Regions from separate parts of the Sus scrofa genome. Here all the other regions are linked to region 1. Evidence: chromatin contacts called from public Hi-C data. All regions are on one chromosome and are shown on one strand. The core of a region is the stretch at or near the end of the contact, and the rest is flanking DNA. Distances in the headings are between cores, read along the strand shown. Region 1 holds the start of LOC106507712. Region 2 holds the start of SNX6 (sorting nexin 6). Region 3 overlaps LOC110261575 (a long non-coding RNA gene).

The links. A called contact is a pair of places that touch in the nucleus more often than the background predicts.
Region 2: a contact with region 1 is called in a Hi-C map of liver, with 4 times the contacts expected there. The contact joins the promoter of SNX6 here to the promoter of LOC106507712 in region 1. A contact is called at or near these places in 1 of 47 Hi-C or Micro-C datasets (liver) and 2 of 2 datasets of contacts at active chromatin or transcription factors (alveolar macrophages and skeletal muscle).
Region 3: a Hi-C map of fetal skeletal muscle shows a contact between it and region 1, with 1.8 times the contacts expected there. The contact joins the enhancer-like site here to the promoter of LOC106507712 in region 1. A contact is called at or near these places in 4 of 47 Hi-C or Micro-C datasets (embryonic fibroblasts, fetal skeletal muscle and skeletal muscle) and 1 of 2 datasets of contacts at active chromatin or transcription factors (alveolar macrophages).

What each region holds. Positions count from the first base shown.
Region 1 is chr7:64,967,486-64,971,582 of Sscrofa11.1, reverse strand. LOC106507712 reads right to left here and starts at 2,156. Exons shown (of 3, transcript XM_021100054.1): 1 at 1,663-2,156; 2 at 1,310-1,607; 3 at 1,215-1,253. The coding sequence starts at 2,156. The coding sequence ends at 1,215. BAZ1A (bromodomain adjacent to zinc finger domain 1A) reads right to left here and starts at 1,957. Exons shown (of 27, transcript NM_001244159.1): 1 at 1,713-1,957; 2 at 1,083-1,253. The coding sequence starts at 1,195.
Region 2 is chr7:65,154,521-65,158,617 of Sscrofa11.1, reverse strand. It overlaps SNX6 (sorting nexin 6), which reads right to left and starts at 2,142. Exons shown (of 14, transcript NM_001244216.1): 1 at 2,097-2,142; 2 at 1,894-1,941. The coding sequence starts at 2,102.
Region 3 is chr7:65,116,122-65,120,218 of Sscrofa11.1, reverse strand. The region is part of intron 2 of LOC110261575 (a long non-coding RNA gene); the gene reads right to left. Among named protein-coding and RNA genes, the nearest start is that of CFL2, 27 kb to the right of the region's middle. Within about 2 kb of position 2,433, at least 12 of the 83 cell types and tissues checked have an H3K27ac peak or open chromatin away from gene starts, as enhancers often do. A contact at or near this core is called in alveolar macrophages, fetal skeletal muscle and skeletal muscle, where this site is marked.

The sequences.
Region 1 (4,097 bases), core at 907-3,406:
AAACACAGCTCTAAAACACCCCGTCGTTAAGTGACACGGGACAAGAGGATCTCTTGGGAAAAACCAGGCGAGGACCTAAAAATTTAGGGGTTGAAACTACACACGCAGTAGCTCCTCCGGATTCATATCAAAACAATAGCGAGTGGCACATGTCAGGCGGCCCACATGCGCAGGGGGATAAAGAAGAAGCTGACTGGGGTTGGAGTTGAACTTGTCTTAACCCCCTCCCCCAACCCCCTCCGGCGCTCTCCAGGCTTCGCAAAAGTGAAAACGAGGGGGCGCCCGGGGCCCTGCTCTCCCGCACCTCCTCTTCCCCCGCCCAGCCCCGACTTCTTCCTCACCCGGTCTCCCGGGGCGGAGACGCTGAGTTCCCCGGGGCCGGGAGTTAGTCACCAAGAAGAGGCGGTGACAGAGCGCACGGCTCGCTTAGCACACTCCGAGGCCTAGCCTCATCGGACACCGGAGGCAGCCGGCGGAGGCTCTCCCGGGCCCCCTGGCCCCCGGCCCGCTGGGGAGCCCCCTCCTTCCCCGAGTCCCAACTCCGCTCCGCCCCCGCCCCTACCCTAGGCAGCTCCAACGTCAGGCTCTACTCCAGACCAAGGAAACAACGCCCAGCCCGGCCGTTTCCTGCCCCCAGGGGCGGGGATTCCCTCCCGGGGCCGGGGGACGGCGGCTCCGCGCCGCTGACCCGAGCGGGGATCCCCTCGGCCGCCAGGCGGGGATCCCGGAACTGGCCCCGGAGCGCGCGTGTGGCCGCGGCGGGGAGGGGCGAGGCGGGGAGTTTCCGCCGCTCGGCTGCCGGGCGGCTGCCGCGACTGGAAGCTGTCCCCGCGGCCGGCCTGGGACCCGAGGCTACTCTGCCCGGGCCGGCTCTACCCACGCGCGCCGCGGCCAGTGGGGCCAGCCGGGGGCCCCGCGCAGTCACTGGTTGGGCTCGGGGGCCAAAGAAACGCGGGCCCGCGACCACCCGTCACTTTCCCGTCGCCCCACCAGAAGCCCAGAGCGAGAATAAGGAAAGAGACAAAAGGACGTGGGGGAGAGAGTCCACACACTCCCTCGCACCCCCCGCGCCCGGCCCTTACTCGTAGTGGCGGAAGATCTCGTTGGTGACTTTACAGTAGAAAACTTCCTCGTCGGGCCGTAGGTCCGCGGGCGGCTTCTGTCTCACAAACGGCTTTCGGTGTAGCAGCGGCATCTCGTGTCCGCCCGCGGGCTCACCCGGACCCTCGGCCGCCCGCGCCGGCCCCGCTTCCCTATCAAAATTGGAGGGAAAGGAAAGCCGGTAAGGTGGGGAGCGCTCGGCGGCGGCGTGGGCCGGTCCGCGCGCCGGGGAAGCTCGACTGCCTTTTGTGTGACTGACGCGCCGCGACTGCCACCGGAGCCGAGGTCGCTCCTGTCGCGGCCGGGGTATCGAAAGAGCGGAGCCGCCCCACCTCCGCACGCCCGGCTGCCGGCTCACAATGGGGCCGGACGCCCGGCCGCGGGCGGGCAGTGCGGGAGCGACGGCGGCCCCCTCCCCCGCGCCCTCTCCCAGCCCGCGGCCGCCGCCGCCGCGGGGCTCACAACGTGCTCGGCGCGCAGCCGGCCGGCCCGACGCCGCGAGGGAGCTCGCTGCGGGCGGACCCCGGAGTCACTCCGCTTTGTTCCCCCGCTCTCCTCCACTTCGCTGCCGGCGTCGGCCGGCTCCCGAGCGACCACACGGAGCCCCTCACCTGCAAGTACGCCGGCTGCCACTTCTCCACCTTCTCAACTACAAAGGCGGCGAGGGGAGGCTCTGTCCCCCCCGGGGGGTCGCTTCCCGCCGGCCCCGCGGCGCTGCTGGCCGCCGCTTCTCCCGCTGCCACGGCCTGGCTCCGCGCGGGGAATCGCGTCCCACCGCCACTTCCCCGCCTCTCCGAGCTCCTGGGAAGTTTCTGATCTACTTTCGGCTCCGAAGGAGGAAGAGCTGTTGGGAGGAGCTTTTCACTTCTCGCTTCTACCTTTTTATTGGCTACTCGATGACTTTTACAGCCTGTCACTGATACAGGAAGAGACGGCGGAGAGCCTGGGAGAGCTACATTATTAATTAATAGAGCAACCCCTTGTGAAGAATCAGAAGCATCCTCCATGTTTGCGATTATCAACCCAAAGATCTGCGAAGAGCGCTGGGGTTTCATAAACACGCGACTAACAAAGTAAAGCCTTCCTCTTCAAGTCTGGCACCAGCGCTTGGTTCCGCGATGGGAAAAGGAGTCCTATTGAGATTTAACTTTTATTTTAAGGAAGGGAAGAGGGAGGAGAAATAAGAAGTGGAAAATATTTTGATATTTTCTAATTCAAAATTAGAGTTCTCATGTCTAAAAAATAATTTGCTTATGTAAAACCTTCACCTTGAAAATACCTTTCTTGACAGCAATGCTCTTTACTACTAAGGACAATTCAAAGACCTAAAAAAGTATGTCGGAAAATGTCATCATGCCTATAGGGCCCCCTCGTATTTAAATTAAAAAGTAGTATTTAGAAGAATACGGCGCTGAAAACATTCTGCAAGGGATCAGTATTTAATTCAATAATTCGGAATTTTAAAGATTGTGGATTTACTAGTGAAATTTTCCCTAAAACGACTTTCCCATATCAATGATTTCCATATGTGAAACTAATTTTAATGATATAATGTGACTTTCGAATTTAAAAGAATTTTCCAAAACTACAAATAACTTTAAATGTTTGCCAGCTTTATATTAAATGGTCTTTTTGGCGACAACCTTTGACATTTGCTTACTTGCATATTAACATGTAAGAATGGGCCTAAAAGACAATTTGAAGAGCAGCCATTCAACAAAGGATGTAACTAATTACTAATATTATGAAATGATCTCAGTCGTAGAAACAATGTGGGATCATCTTTGTTTCTTCAAATTAAGTACATATGTGTACTGGAGCAGAAAATGTAAGGGATCTATTCAAATCTCAAGAGTTGTCATTTTTAAACTTCTTTTAAGATACTTTTACGTGGCTAGAAAAATTTTGTGATTCAAAAATCATTAATAAAATTAATGCATCTTAGTGTATAGTCAAAGAGGCTTGGACATACTTTCAGGGGTTAGTAAGTATATTCCTCTGGATAAACTTCAAAAAATTACCCACTCAAAGATTTGAAGTTTTAAACTGGCCACCCACTAGTACACTGAGTGACACTATAGAATTCCTTACCTAGAAAGTAATTTTCCAGGTGAAAAACTTAGAGCCAACAAAGATAGACTCATAACAGGGACAAGGAGGATGGATAATTTTCAACCAATATTGAAGCATCGCTCTCACAGTTCAAAATCCCAACTTAACTCTCAAGCTAAAAATGGGTGAAATTTTATCTGAATATATAGTATTTATATTCCTTAGGTCTGTTTGTTAAGCCGCTAAAATCTCATTAAAATCATGATCAAAAATAGTAATGTTGATTTTGTTTCTATTAAATACAATTTTTTAAAGAATTGGATTCTCTTTTTGTACTAACCTAAAATTGAAATTTTATTCTACTTGAAAAAACACTATCATCTCAATTTCCCTACTACCATACTCAAATTTCAATACCATCATAACCCAGTTCTCTCAGTTACACTAAGATTTTAATTTGATTCATAGTTATTATTTCAGAACATGTTCAGTAAATAACTAACATTAAAAAGTTTAGTTTTTATGTGTTTATAATGTTTGATCGAATTGATAGCATATTAAGCTAACTTAAAATAACACTTCTCTTAAAGTTATCCTACACGTTTACTACTAAAAGCTTACCTAATATTTATTTCATATTTTGGTGTCATGATCACCTCTTTGCTTTATTAATTATTACTTCTAGGCCATTGAGAGTGAAAACTCACTTGCTATATTCAGAAAGTAAAGGATGCTGTCATGTAATAGGGCTTTGTGTGGAAAAAAAATGGATATATTGTAAACTATAAAAGTTAAGGTATCACAAAGAAAAAAGAAAACAATGAAATTAAGTCCTTAACAATTAAGTTAAACATTTTTCCTCCATTTATGTGCCAAGTCACTGTACTTCCTCATGCAAGGGATACAACACAAATGTATCCTATCCTGGCCTCAAAAAATGTACA
Region 2 (4,097 bases), core at 893-3,392, 190 kb before region 1:
AGTGCAGCTCTAAGAAGCAAAAAAATATATAAATAAAAAGAAAGAAAAGAACCTCCTGGTCAGGCATGCTCTTTGTCTCTTTCCCTTTAATTTTGTAATACATGAAAAAAAGTTTTTGGACACATTACTTAAGTGGTTCCAGTTCCATAAGCAAACCTCAATAAAGGCATCAAGCCTAGAACACAAATATTCACCCCAAAATACTCTATTTTTCACATCAACAAAAATACTCAAATGAGTCAGATTTTATAAGCAAATCCTGTTTACTTCTACTGGTAGACCACAAAAATAAGACACAAAGTTGTTATCTAAATAAAGGAGTTCCCTTGTGGCAAAGTGGGTTAAGGATCTGGTGTCCCTGCAGCAGCTCCGGTTTGATTCCTGGCCTGGGAACTTCCACATGCCATGGGGCGGGTCGGAGTGGAAGGAAGGAAAGAAGGCCATATTCTTCACGTTTAGAAAAATCAGTTTGTGCTATAATCAATTCTCATTTCACTGAGAACTCTGCTGGTTATTCCTATTTTAAAATCCAGAATACAATTTATATTGTTACATCTAACTCCATTATCTTATCCTAGATGATATATATACACATTCACACACAAACATTCCCTTAAAATTCATTACAACCAGAGATCCTGTCATGGCTCAGTGGTTAGGGAACCCAACTAGCATCCATGAGGACATAGGTTCAATCCCTGGCATCATTCAGTGGGTTAAGGATCCAGTGTTGCCAGTTGCCATGAGCTGTGGTATAGGTTGCAGACGCGGCTCGGATCCCGAGTTACTATGGCTGTGGTGTAGGTTGGTGGCTGTGGCTTGTATCTGACTCCTAGCCTGGGAACCTCCATATACTGCAGCTGCGGCCCTAAAAGACAAAAAGATAAAAAATTAAAAATAAATAAAATTAATTACAACCTAAAATTTTTAGAAGTAATCAGAAATCCTATGCGATGCTTTCATACCAACAAGAAATAGTAACATTCTATAAGAGTATTTTCTCACCTGCCAAAAATCAACTAATGGAAGTGTCTGAAACATTAAGATCAACAAGCAAAAGGCAAAACAGAAAACTAAAGTGCAGGCTGTTTAAATGTGACGGAACCACGGAACCCTGCTGAGCGGCAATCATCATATATCAGTATTTTTCAAGTGCTCACTTGTGCAAGGCACTATACAGATTACCACCCTTCGGTCAAGATAAATTGGGGGAAGAGAGTGGGGGAGGAGGAATCAGAGCCCAGAAAGTCCTTTCTGAAGTGAAATGCAATTTGCCTCAAACCACCACTAAGGGAGCTCTGCAAAAGATGTATTTTTTGACCATTAAGAAAAGTAAAGGTACTGTGGGCTACCAGCACTTTGCAAAATCTAGTAGCATACTGGAGAAAAGTTAAGATTCAGCGACTGTAAAATCCCTTGCACAAGGGAACGAGCCTATACTACAACGTTTTAGAGAGAGAGAGAGAGAGAGAGAGAAGGGTGGGCGGGGGCGAGTTCGAGAGGTCTACGAGGGGAAATGAAGGGGTACCGGCAGGAAGGTCTGACAATGGGTTCTTATAGCCCCCAACCTGGCAGGAGAGGTGGAAGGGTGCAGCTCCAGCTTCTGTCTCCACTTCCCCACCTGCACACCGACCGCGGCGGGGGAGGAGGTCCACCCGCAGGTCCAAGCCGAAGCTGGGCACTAGACAGGCCGCGGGTCCCGGGGAAATCAGAACCGAACTGCCCAGAGGGAGGAAAGGCTGCAGGAGGGCGGGGCGCGGGAAGGCAAGGAAACCGAAAGGAGCCCAGCGGGGAGGGGGTGCCTAGCGGCCTGGCCCCCTACCCTCCGCAGTACCACACCCCAGAGCCAAGGCGCGGGAGGGAGGTTCCCGCGAGCGAGGAGGCAGAACTTACTCCGCGGTCCTCGTCGGAGAGGAAGTCGGGGCCGTCGTCCAGGCCTTCCTGCGGGGGCAGCAGGGCCCGGCGTGCCAGGGAAGAGTATGGAGTAGGGGAGATACAAAGGGAGACATTAGTGCCAGGCCAGCGCGGCCCCCGAGCCCTCCCCGAGCCCGCCACCCCCACCGCGCGCCCGGAGCTCGGCGCCGCCGAACACCCACCATCATGGCTGCTCCGAAGCGACAGCCAGCGCAGGCGCGCACGGCACCGCGGGCCGGAGGGAGCCGGCGGCAGCGAGTGGGGGGAGGGGCGGGGCCTCGGATCAGCCCCGCCCCGCCCCGCCCGCCCCGACCCAGAGATGCCAGGGTCCGAGAGTGCGGAAGAAGGAAGACCCCGCCCTCCGCCCAAGGTCCGAGCCCCTAAGATGGAGAGGGCCCGAAGACCCAGACTCTCGTGGGTGAGGACAGCCCATCGCGGCGGCTATGACCCTGGAAGGGCCAAAGGCCACCCAGGGAGCTGTCCAGTTCCCTTTCCCTGAGGGCTGCAGCAAGAAAGCCAACAAGCGCCTTCTGGAAGCCACAATACATCATCTAGTCTTTGTATGGTGCCACAGGATAATTAATCACAATTAATATTTTGCCTGTAGAAGTTGTGGGAACCAAGGCCCTTCACACAGTCATCAGTTAGGGGTTGTATTCAAGCTTTTACTGTTGGCGTGGTAATAACTATCTCAGGGTTTGGGGCGCTAATGGCTGAGCACTATAAAAATGAGCCGTTCTCATTACAAGAGTATGCTTTCCTTTATGCCAAGAAATGTGCCCAGACTCCTCTTACTGTCGTGCTTTACAGCACCACACAGGTGTCCACAGCCCTTAAGACAAGACAAAATCAGTTCTTATCCCCTGCGTACTTCTGGTACACTTTCGAGCTTGCGCGCGTGGGCACACACACGCACACGCAAGCAATCCTGTACCTCCATTCAGTTAATGGCATTAGCATCTTCAGGCCAGAAACCTCAAAAGTCCCATTCAAGTTCTTCCTTCCTCTCCTTCACTGATCACACCATTAGTAACCAAATCCTATTATGACTATGACTGATGATCTGCTGTTATCTCTTAAATTGGTCTGTTCCTCCTCCTAATCCTTTTCCACAACAATTAACCTCAGCATCTGTCTGTCCCCGCCCCCCCCCTTTTTTTTGGTCTTTTGGCCTTTTCCAGGGCCGCTCCCAGGGCATATGGAGGTTCCCAGGCTAGGGGTCTAATCAGAGCTGTAGATGCCGCCCTACGCCAGAGCCACAGTAACGCGGGATCCTAGCTGAGTCTGCAACCTACACCACAGCTCATGGCATTTCCAGATCCTTAACCCACTGAGCAAGTGCAGGGACCGAACCCGCAACCTCATGGTTCCTAGTCGGATTCGTTAACCACTGTGCCACGACGGGAACACCGGTTTGGCCCTTTTTAAAAAAAAGTTTTTAAAAACTAAAGTATCTTTAATGTACGATATTGCATTAGTTTCAGGTGTACAGCAAAGTGATTCAGTTATGTACACACACATTCTTTTTCAGATTATTTTCCATTATAGGTTATTACAAGATATTGAGTATATTTCCCTGTGTCATACAGTAGGTCTTTGTTCTTTTATATACAGTAGTGTGTATATGTTAATCCCTAACTCCTAATTTATCTCTCTCCCCCCTTGTCTGGCCCTTTACAATACTCTTGTAATTTTATTTCCAACTCCCTCTTACCATTCTGTAAACTGCTGCCAGTTTTCCTCCTAAGACACAGATATGGATGATTATGCTACTACCCTGTTCAATAATCTTCACAAGTTTCCATTATGTGAAGGTCCAACTCTTCAGCCTACAATTCTAGGCCTTCCACATTTGATTCCCTCCCTATTTTGCCAGGACCTCTGTCCTATCTTATTGAATTGAAGCTCTCAAAACAATAATGGTAAACTTCCAGACATTTTCATGAGAGCTTGTCGTTTTCATTTTGTATGTAAGGAGAACTTAAAAGAGGTTAAGTTATTGCCCCAATCAGTGTTATTCTCCAACATAGGGGTGAGGTGGGAGGGTAGACTTTATTTTTGTCTTTCGTTTCTTGTTTCCCAATGCACTGTAGTAACTACTAGAGTTACATTTTTCACTAGGAGTCATGAGGTATCATGTGATGTCAGTGCAGTGTGATGGAATGTTTCAGTAACTTGTTGTT
Region 3 (4,097 bases), core at 1,184-3,683, 150 kb before region 1:
GCGTTTTCTTTCTATTACGGTTCCACAAGGTCAAAGAAAAATTTTGATTATTTAAAGCTGCAAAGTAGAGTCACTGCATTTGTTTCCTAACTTTTCATTTTGAAATAATTATAGGTTCACAGGAAATTGAAAAACTAGTACAGAGAGACTACTGTACTCTAGAAACTCTCTAGCATACAACAAAAATTTTTTAAATGTAAAATAAAGTTAAATATTTGGGGGCCACTTTATTCCATTTAATTGTTTTTCTGAAATGCTGATTACTTTAAAACTTAGGATCCAACAGACATAACTGATCATAATCAAAATGGCATCTCAGACACACTTCTAATTAAAGAATCAAGTTGGCATCAAGAAAAGGCATTGCTCTCTCTCTTCCAGACGATAAGCTTTCAGAAAGAGGCCACTCAATAGGAAAGTTACAGGTCTAAGGGATTGTATTTACAGTGTCTCAAAAAATCGGAGTCCTCTGTGAAACTATTAGCTGCCTGGTTTTCTGGAAAGCAACCAGTAGAGGGCACTCTAGGCTTCAAAGACTGCAGAAAATGCTCCAGGATCCCTCCAGAAGCCTTAATCTTTATCTTCTGAAAGATGCTTTCATCTTATTGCTTGCCTACTGGATGACTGCAGAGTAGTTTGTTGTTGTTGCTGATTGGTTTTTTAGTGATGAAAATAAAAAATTATGAATTCCCAAATAGCCATGTTAATATTATACAAATATATATATTTTTTTAAATCCAACGTTCTTACATCAGTGTTCCCCAGTTATTCAAAGTGATCTTTGACTCTGTCACTTAATGACACAGGGTTCTGGGAGATAATGATTGTCAGGATTTCATAACTCTGAACACTCTTGCCTGAATCCACACACATTGCCTGAACTTAAATATGATGCAGATCTTTTCTACACTAGCCTTTAATTAAAGGCTAATTAACCTATAACCTATAAAGCACTAACATTGCTCTGAGCAGTTTGGCAGTTTGGCAGGAGAGCAAAGCACGCCCTTTTTTCACCTTTTATAAACAGTGTACAAAATAGGATTATAATTTCCCCATGAACATGCCCAGAACCTCATCAGAAATAAACCAGTGCGTGCTTTAGATGCATCAAAGTTCCTCTGCAAGTGGGAGGAAAACCAGTGTTTGCCAAAGACCTAGTGTATATCAGGCGCTTGCTAGATGTTTCCCTCTCATGATCCCATTTCAGGCTCCTACTGTCATGTCTACTTTACTGCTGGGAAACAAAATTGCTCAAGGACATCCAGCAAGCTAGTGGCCAGGGGAGAAGCAAACCCAGATGTTTCTGGCCCCATGCGCCCTGTACACAGAGGAGCTGCCCTGGTCTGTGTTCAGTCACTCTGCCACCTTTTCCCCTGGCACTTTCTGGGACTGTACTTCACAGTGAGGTTTGGTTTCCGTGATTCCTCGTTGTCTACACTTTGGAATTTGCCTGTTGATTGAATATACCATCTGTTGTTATGAAACTGCCCCAAACCAGGGTAATTAAGAAAGCGATCAAGCGAGAGAGCGAGCAAGCTTTTTGCTGGAACTAAATAATGGGGGGGGGGGGGGCTGGGCAAGGGCAGTGAAGGGAGACTCTTGTTTTTTACAGTCATTTCTGCAATGTTTGAATATTTTATGATTTGAACATTTTCACGCAGTACTTTAGAAAAAAAAAAAGAAACTTTCCAGGAAAATATGAAAAAACAATGTAGAAAGGGCCACCATGAAGTATATATTCTATTTTCATGATTATATTTATAGTAACTTGAAGATAAAGACCTCTTTTGAGAGAGGGAAAAAGAGGACCAAAGTTTCATTATATGGCTATTCTCCTCTCTTCATCCCTCACACCCCACACACAGAAACACAAACAAAAGCCTCTTATTGTTTCCCCTGACGGAACAACGATGACTAAGTGAATAAATCATCCAGTCACCAAAACTTCATTCCCAGTCATTTGACACCATTTAGGGAATACTATGTTGGAAATGTGCAGCTGTTCGAATCCCCACCAGCACCACCCCTTCAGACGAGAGGATCTGAGGAACAGGAAAGAAGTGGTCAATACTACAGTTTCTAAATGAACTGTGGAGGTTTCATTCAAACGGTTATGCCGCTAATCTGAAGGTGAAAAGGGTGAAAACATGTTTCTCCCTATCCTCTCCTTACTTCTGGCACAGAATTATCTTCATAATAAATTGAGGGAAATAAGCTTAAAATTTTTAGGGTTAAATTTACAAACTACAGCCCGTTAAATTCATTTACGGTCCTGTAAACCATTTTAAAGTAAGGTTTGTACCAGGAAACTGAAGTACTATGTAGGTAAATTTTAGACACCAAAAGGGTTTAATAATCTCCCTGATGATTCAGTATCTGCTGAGAAGAGTTTGCAGCAGAGAAACTCACAATAGGAACAGTGTCACGACACTTCCCCCTTCCCTATTACTCATACAGCTTTGAAACCTCATTAGAACTGGTGCATTGTGAAAGCTCTATTTATTCTAGGTATTCTGGCAAAAATTCCCTTGTTAGGTAGCAAGAGCACCTCAAACCTCTTTTCACCTTCAGCAGTCATTATCCTATTTTCCCTTCTCTCACCACCTGGGGTGATGTACTCAGCAGTGTCTCCTGTGTGGGGCAAGCTTTGTACATATATACATATATATTGTGTTATATGCGGATTGTGGACGTGTGTACATACATGTGTGTTCGTATGTTTTCTCTTAAGAAAGCAGATTTGCCTTCTCCCTGCCTTTCTGGTTTTCTGTCTTAGTAATTCTTTAAAGTCATTGAGCTACTGACTTATAGGCTTGTTTTTTGCAAATTTTTCAAGGTAATCATACGTTAATAAGCTGAGTGGATTTGCTGCAGTCATTGTGACTATGTTTACCTATTTGATATTTTAACTTCATTTTCTTTTTTTTTTTTTTTGTCTTTTTTTAGGGCTGTACTTGTGGCATATGGAGGTTTCCAGGCTAGAGGTTGAATCCGTGCCGTAGCTGCCAGCCTACGCCACAGCAACGCCAGATCTGAGCCACACCTGTAACCTACATCACAGCTCATGGCAATGCCAGATCCTTAACCCACTGAGCAAGGCCAGGGATCAAACCTGAGTCAGGCTCATTACTAGTCGGGTTCATTACCGCTGAGCCACAATGGGAACTCCTTCATGGCAAATATGCTTTTCACAGAGTTTAATTCATCAAGTTAGGTGGGCATTTTTTTTTTTGGTCTTCTTAGGGCTTCACCTGAGGCTTATGGAAGCTCCCAGGCTACAGGTTGAATCGGAGCTATAGCCACTGGCCACAGGCACAGTCTTACCAGATCCAAGCTGCGTCTACAACCTACACCACAGTTCACGGCAACTCCGGATCCTTAACCCACTGAGAAAGGTTGGGGATTGAACCTACGTCCTCATGGATACTAGTCAGATTCGTTTCAGAAGGATGGCCTCTTATTTTTAATAGTATGAGAATTTATTATTTTATGTAACAAGAAGTCCAGAGGTGGGGCGGTTTTGGAGTTGGTTAATTCAGTGGCTCAATGTTGTCAAGGACACAGATTCTTTCCACTTGTTCCCTGGCCATCTCCGCTGAATTGGCTTTTGTCCTCCTGCTTGTCCCTTCACGGTCACCTCAGCAACTTCTCTTCCTGATGATTATTTGGGATCCTTTCTCCAGTTTCCTTTCCTAAAGAGTCTTGCCTCAGGAGACCTGAGGTCTGGGGTTCTGCACCTCTAGCCTGCCCTCTACCCCTCCCCTCCAGAAGGCTAACTGATCTGACTCCAGCCGGCATAGCTCTGGGTCCCAGGACCCCTCTCCTGGCCTGGTCTTGAGAATTAATTTGTACCTAGAACTAAAAACTATACACAGCTCAGGTGGGATTCGCTGCTTCTTCCTCATCACTTGGGTACTCCCTCCGCTGCTTGCTCTAGGTCTCCAGCCTGCCCTCCTGCTTCTCCTCTGGCCTGGAAGTCTTCTAGGGTTCAGACTGGCCCTCCTCAGAGAACAGTGTCTCCCCTGAGCAAGTTACCAACGCTGTGTCTTCCCCTCTCACTCCTCTGTAGTGACTTTCTTCACCTCACCTAGGGAGAG